Linked DNA regions of Mus musculus: region 1 is linked to region 2. The links are chromatin contacts, called in public Hi-C maps. All regions are on one chromosome and are shown on one strand. The core of a region is the stretch at or near the end of the contact, and the rest is flanking DNA. Distances in the headings are between cores, read along the strand shown.

What was found. A called contact is a pair of places that touch in the nucleus more often than the background predicts.
Region 1: a contact with region 2 is called in a Hi-C map of bone marrow-derived macrophages, with 30 read pairs. The contact joins two enhancer-like sites. A contact is called at or near these places in 5 of 484 Hi-C or Micro-C datasets (bone marrow-derived macrophages, embryonic stem cells, group 2 innate lymphoid cells and 2 more), 1 of 115 datasets of contacts at active chromatin or transcription factors (embryonic stem cells) and 1 of 9 other capture datasets (embryonic stem cells).

Annotation. Positions count from the first base shown.
Region 1 is chr9:56,550,365-56,553,887 of GRCm38.p6, forward strand. No RefSeq gene overlaps it. Among named protein-coding and RNA genes, the nearest start is that of Gm31529, 28 kb to the right of the region's middle. Within about 2 kb of position 1,932, at least 150 of the 459 cell types and tissues checked have an H3K27ac peak or open chromatin away from gene starts, as enhancers often do. A contact at or near this core is called in bone marrow-derived macrophages and neural progenitor cells, where this site is marked.
Region 2 is chr9:56,343,521-56,347,278 of GRCm38.p6, forward strand. The region is part of intron 2 of Peak1 (pseudopodium-enriched atypical kinase 1); the gene reads right to left. Among named protein-coding and RNA genes, the nearest start is that of Peak1, 73 kb to the right of the region's middle. Within about 2 kb of position 1,556, at least 21 of the 459 cell types and tissues checked have an H3K27ac peak or open chromatin away from gene starts, as enhancers often do. A contact at or near this core is called in bone marrow-derived macrophages and neural progenitor cells, where this site is marked.

The sequences.
Region 1 (3,523 bases), core at 682-3,181, 210 kb after region 2:
CAGCTTCTGGTGACAGCAGCGAGGTGTGTCTTACACCTCTGTATTCAGTTCCTTGCTTCCCCCTCCCCCACTTAGCCAGCTGTCTCTAAGCCTTGGTTTGCAGACCTGGAAGATGGTAGCATCTGTCCCTCTCTGCTTTGTAGCAACCACCAGGGGGGAAAGTCTCTTAACAAGAGACCCTTCCCTGTATATGACTTAAGTGTTGTAATAAAAGACAAGATTGTTTGCATAGTTCTATAGATAACAGAGACTGAAGTGGGAAAGGTAGGGGCATGACCAAACCCTCAGAGGACTAGCCTTTGGTTTGTGTCCCCTAAGTCTCTCTTCACAACTCTGTCCTTTCCTGGATCCTAGCAGGTAGGACAGCTGACTTGCTGGGGCCCAGGCTGGAGTCCCATATGGCCCTGTGCTGTGTCAAGCATGATTCTTCAGCCCCAGCTCCTCAGAAAGCTCTTGAATTCTAAAGACCCATAGGCATTGTGGACCTGAAAGTGAGATCAGCTGTGGAAATACCTGCCCTAAGTCACACACACACACACACACACACACACACACACACACACACACACCATATACCTATACCATAACATACACACACACACACACACACACACTACATACCACCCTCCCACAACCCCTCACACCACAACACTCACACAAATATCATACACACACACACACCATACCATACCACCCCTCTGCACAAAATGCCATACCCCTTCCCTACCACCACCCCACACATGTACCCCATATACCATACCCCTCCCTCCTCATCATACACACACACACACACACACACACACACACACACACACACACTTCTTCTTTTTCTTTTTCTTTTTTTCTTTTCTTTTTTGGTTTTTCGAGACAAGATTTTTCTGTATAGCCCTGGCTGTCATGGAACTCACTCTGTAGACCAGGCTGGCCTCGAACTCAGAAATCTGCCTGCCTCTCCTCCCAAGTGCTGGGATTAAAGGCATGCACTACCACTGCCTGGCTAGACACACATGAGAATGCATACACATACCACGCACTACCCTCCCACAACCCCTCACATAACAACACCCCCCAAAATACCATACACACACACACACACACACACACACACACACACACCACACCACTCCCCCACCATATACCATACTCTTTCCCTATCACCACACCACACCACACACATACCCCATGTAGCATAACCCTCCTTTACCACACCAACCGCCCCCCACAACACACACACCCTACGCGTGTCCCACCCTCTTCCTGGGTTCCTGGCTGTGTGCTCCCCCTTTCACCCCCAAGCCTGCCGGGCTTGGATCTGCTGCCCTCCTCAGCATCTGGTTCCTCCTCAGGATGTAATGCTGTTGCCCCTAGCAACCGAGTTTCAGCCTGATCCTCTTCCCTCCTCCCTCTTTCTGGACCTCTGCTTTCTTCCTCCCTTCCCCCAACCTCAGAGCCAGTGCCCAGACCCAGAACTCTCCCAGAAGATCATGTGCCAGCTTAGTGACCAGCGAAGCTCTCTGATCTTCCCAGTTTGCTAAGCAACTGATGACCACGGTCAGTACTCTACCTGCCTGGCTGACTTGGAACTAAGGTAGCTGAAGACTAGTGCTGGAGGCACGAGGGGTGTCCTAGACTTGCAAGTGGGGCTCTCTGCACACCCAGGCACAGAGTCAGCAACTAGAGAGAAGGCGGTTGACTCCAGAGATAAGAGAGTTCCCCGGCCAGGAGGTATGCAAGAAGAGGCTATCTAATGAGGATGGTGCTGGTATGGCTCAGGGCATTAAGACAGGCAGCCCTCACATGCCTGGCTGTCCCTTTCAGCCATAGTTTTTTGTTTTGGGTTTTTTTTTCTCTTCCTGTCTCCACAGTCCCTTCTTTCTCTACTCTCTCGCCTCCCAGATGAGTCGCAGAGAGGACAGCTTAGGGAGAGGCTCTTGGAGAAAATGACATCATCAACTTCAGGGTAAGCCCAAGGCTGGGAGCAGGGAGACATAGCAGGACATAGCAAGACAGTGGCCACCAGACCCAGCACTTTCCTGCCTCGCTCCTTTCTTTTCCAGACACCCATAGCTACCCTGCTGCCCTGCCCTACTCTCTCCCACTCGGGCCTCCTGAATGGCCTGTGGTGTCCAATCTGCCTGTACCCCTCTCAGCCTCCTCATACTCTTGCCCGGGTCCCTGCACTGCTTCTCCCTCTCCTGCGGGATGCACTGCCCTGCCTTTCACCAGGATTCATCTGAGAGGTGCCTCCTCCAGGAAGCCTCCCTTGACTGTCCAGGTTGCTTGGGGTATGCCTCTGCTGACCTTCTGTCCTAAGCTGTTTGTCAGCTTTCTCATCCTGCCCAGTGGTTACTGTTTGGTTACAAGTTTCTCCTGATGGCCCCCGGAAGGTCTTCTTCAGGCCAGGAATTTTGTGTCCATGTTTATTAACAAATACTAAACAAGACTAGTATAACAACACCCTTCCTCTCTCTGGGTCTGTTTCCCCATCTGGAATGTGAGGGAGACAGGCCAGGGCAGGCTCCTATTGAATAGCCAAAACCAAGCTGTTAGCAGGGTCAGAGACCATCTGACTCAGCTTCCTGTCCAAGTCACAGGACTGAGCAATGGGACCTTGAGCAGTGAGTGACAAACACAGGAGCTATGGGGTCTGGTACAGACTGAGCCAGTCCAGCCCTCGCTCTGGGGTCCCTGGGGCTCTGCTGCCCTCCAGTGGCTGGAGGCCCCTGGGCACTTAGAAGCCTTGGTTTCTGACTATCCCACATACATCTAAAGTATCATAGGGCATATGGTGGGGCAGGGGCATGTCGTTGTCACCCAGAAAGTTAGGAGCAGTTACCAAAGCAGACCTTGGGGATCCCACACCCCAGCACTTCCAGACTCTGAATGGGGCATCGTTGTTTGTCAAGAGTCAAGCCTTGGTGTGGGGGTGGGGGGTCTCCGCACCTGTCACCTCAACTTTGTCATATGGTAGCCTTTCTCTGACAGCCATCGTTCTCAGCACAGACTTCGCTGACCCTTTGTCTAGTGCTCTTCGGCTCCTGCTCAGGGTCCTTCCAGCTTCAGTAAACAGTGTTGGGGGGTTGAAGGGTGCCTTAGTCCCCTCCCTCCTTAATTAATAAAATACTTAAAATAATGGCAGCCGTCATGATTGATGGACAGGGCCTAGCTAATTACCCTGGAGATTAAAATGACTGTTTCTGTTTAAAAAGGCTGCAAATGAGTTAATTATTTCCTTTGCTCACCTCTCTAACCTTGTTACACTTCTAAATGAATAGCAATATTGATCTTGGAACTGATTTTGGTGTTCCACCGCCCGAGCGGGTTTAATTAGGGTTTGAGCACACTGCAGCGCCTCCTCCTTCTGACCGGGGAAATTAGCCTTGGGTTTTACTTACATTTCATAGCCGTGTCCTCCACACAAACAGAAGGGCTGCAACATGGCAGTCGACGCCTGCCAGCTCGCCGGCTTGGCGCTGCCCTGGCTCTCAGTTCTGCTCTGTCCAGAGAGGCCAGCGCTGACCCT
Region 2 (3,758 bases), core at 306-2,805:
TCCCCTCCTTTGAGTCCTTCCTAACCTCTGATATAGTTGATATATATAAACACAGACATTTACTTCTGTGAATCCTAGTTCATGGCTTTCAGAATTATTCCAGAAGGACAGGAGGAAGAAAGTCAATACAAAATTGCCTACTTTGTTGAGAATGGCAATGTAACAGATTTCTCTGCACTTACTCACACCACCCCGACCTCAACACACCTCCACTCTGGATTTCCAGACAAGTGTATTTTCTCAATAGCAGCATTTACCTTGATCAGCAAAGCTGGTGCTCTCAAAGGAAGAGAGGAGCACTACTAATGGGCAGACGCCCCTAGAACAAGCTATTAAGGTAAGGAAATTCTGGGGGTATAATATTTAAGGATCATTTTACTACCAAGAAAAAAATGGTTTCCTTTTTTTCCCCCAGATATAAATAATTGAGTAGCTTTAGATATATTAATAAATTGTGAAATAACAACTAGCATTTCTATGTGTCCCATACTCAAATTCTCTACCAACAACTTATATTAGTATACCTTGGACACAATTAATGGAACAACATAAATATATTATTACTGAAGTCCACCTTTCCCTTAAAGTTCCTCAGGTTTCCCCTGACACCCTTTTTTCCTGTTGAGAATCTTAGCCAGAGGTGCCGATATATTTAGTAAGTACATCTTTAACTCCTTAGGTTACTCTGCTTGTGACAGTTTCTCAGATCTTTTTCCTGTGTCTGTGGATATGTCTATGTGTATGTAGGTGTATTCATGTAGGTATAGCTGTGGAGATAGCTGTATGTTGTACACATGTATGTATGTATATATGTGTACACACATAAGGAAAGGTCATCACTGGCTGCTTTTCTTGGAGGCAAGGTCTCTTACTGAAATCTGAGGCTTGTAAATTAAGCCCATCTCTGTATCCCGAGAACCAGGATCACAAGTGCATGCCATAACCCCCGGATGTTTGCATGGGTGCTGGGGGGGTCAAATTCAGTCCTCATACTTACACAGCAAGTACTTTACCAACTAAGCTCTCTCTCCAGTTCCCTTTCTTTAATTTCATGACTATAATAGTTCCTTGTGGCTACTGAAAGAAATTACTAAACATTTAATATCTTTGAAAAATAGAAATTTATCCTTAGACAATAAAAGTGGATTCCTCTCCTACAAAATATTGTCTATAATCTCTCAGAAGTCTCACAGGATTGATTCTTCTAACAGTAGCTAGAAGCAGGACCAGACCTTGGCATGACCAGAAAGAAATTCCTGACAAGGACAAAGAGATTGTTGCCAGAGTTTTATGGAAATTAGTTTGAATATGGAAAAGGGAGAATAGAGAAAGGTCAGGCTGCAGGGAGAAGGCTTTTAGAACAAGACAGGGACTCATAAATAATCTAACCTAACCACCTCATCGTATATAGACTAATTGTTATTTGTAATGTAACAACGGAGTTTATTTTTCAAATTAAAGCTGCTCTGAACTTGCCTTTTCTGAGCAGTAAGTGATGGACACTGTGCCAAGCTGGTACTGCAGATGCACTCCTTAAAGATGCATCTCATTCAGTATCGGTGCACGTGGCTTACAGGCAGGCTCACATAGGTCAGTGGATATGGACTATAGTTTCACTCCAGTGTCTCAATGCAGCAGGAGACAATCAATGTCATGAGACTTAGTGTATGGGCCCTTCTGAAGGTTCAGCCTTAGAAGTAGAACTGGTAAGTTCCTGGATGGTGAACTTCGCCAGGCCAGTGAATGGATGGTGCCAGATCACCTCTGGAAGGGAATTATTTCTTCCACAGTGACAAGAAGATGGGGAGGGGCAGATAGAAGTAGTCATTTCAGTCACTGGGTTCAAGGATGGATGAGCTTCAGGCCACACCACTGTTGCTGTAGAGAAGTAAAAAAAAGTCCTATGCAGCCTTTAATGACCGGCAAGTGACACCCAGGCTGAGGGTCACATGACCTCTTCCTTCAGAACTTTGGATCTCACTGCTTAACTTCCTCCTACAGAGGAAAGGGCTTTCCAGTGAGGATAACTCCAGCTTGGGACTTGTCTAATAAGAATCAGCCGCACACAGAAACACCTTCTATATTCCTCCTACCAACCCTGAACTGCTGGGAGATTTCTGCTTATTCTGCTCCCTGCTACCTCCAACAGCACCATGTCAGCACCCACTCCTCTTTCTCAGGGAACTGACCCCATCAGGAACCCTCACTGTTGCATCTTTGGTGATGCCAAGCTTTGGTCCTATGACCTGCCTGAGTCCTGATGCCCCAGGGTGAGTATTTTTAAATGAGTCTTGGAGGAGGCCCCTTGCCTACACACCAGGACATTTCCGTCTCTCTCAGGAGATTTGGCAGTGTTGTCACAGTGTCCTGTGTCTGAAGAAGGAGGCTATCCTTGATTTCACTGAAGCACACACTGTAAAGAAGTGGGTGGTACCTAACTGCCCAAATGAACCCACCAGGAACCCCCCAATCCTGGTCTGTGCCAAGAACCCAACTGCAAGCTCTACTGCAGGCCCTACAGGAACTGAGCTCAGGAAAGCTGCTCTCCTGCCACAGGACTGAATCTTCTTTCCCTTGAGGCTTAACTACCCACTGTGAATGGTGCTGAGCTAGTGTCTTGGACCCAGGCTGGACAGGAAGAGCCAAGTATCTGCCATCTCTCTCCATGAAGGAAATTGCTAGAAAGAAACCTGGACTTAAGCACTGTTAGACCCCTCTCCACAGATGTCCCTTATCCTCACCTCTTTTGTACCCTACCTTCTTTTCCCCGGAGGCTATTTCTAGGCCTGTGTCTCCCTACTAGTTACATGCTGACCAAGCCCTGGTCTGCCAGAGAACACAAAGCAGAGTGAGGATGGGGTACGGGAGTTGCAGTCCACAGGCGTCTGGGAACTGAAGGTCAAAGCATTTGCACCCTGGATGCACAGTACTCTCAGGCTGAACAATGAATGCACTCAGTCACCAATGGTGGCAGTTTTGCACAATGTCCCCTTTCTCCCAGAGCTCATCTCCACTATCTCTTCACAGCCAGAGGCAACTCAGGCCCTCAGTGAAACTGTAATGAGTACACATACTGTGGAGGCACAATAGGGTCCTCTCTGTACGGGCACAGCCAGGAGGAGGATCGGAGTCCATGCCGCTTGAGCTCCGATCTATGGGTACAGAAGTGCTCCTGTGCTATGGCAGAGCAAGCTGTCAGCCAAACTCACACTTCTCCAGCCCCCGAGCTCTGCATCCCACGCATGGCAGCTACCCTAACTCCTAAAATCTTCTTCCTGCACAACCTGTAAATTAGAGTTGGGACAGCAATTATGGATTTGACTCAGCCCTCAGGACAAAAAGAAATTGGGGAGGACAGGGGCAGAAAAAAGCAGGAAGTTAGTCTAAGAAGGATCAGAGACATAGCAGAATGGTAGTCATTCCAGAACTCTGGGAGTCCTAGACTTGATCCAGGAGGCAGGTGAGTGAAGTAGTTCAAAAGATGTGGATGTGGGTGCCTCGCAGCTCACCAGCAAGATTCTCAGGCTTGAGATTGTAGCGAGGTGGTGGCTCTGTTACAGTGGGTTTCAGAATAACTTCACTGCAGGGTGGCGGTCCAGACCCTCTCTAGAGGGGCATTGGAGAGAGGATGGTGAGGGTTCTGATAATCTATTAAGGATCCCTGCTCTGGTGACCTGGACTTGTGACAACAGCCTGACCAGGCCACAGACGCACAAGAGGGACACCATGACCATAAATATCAACGACAAAATTCCCTA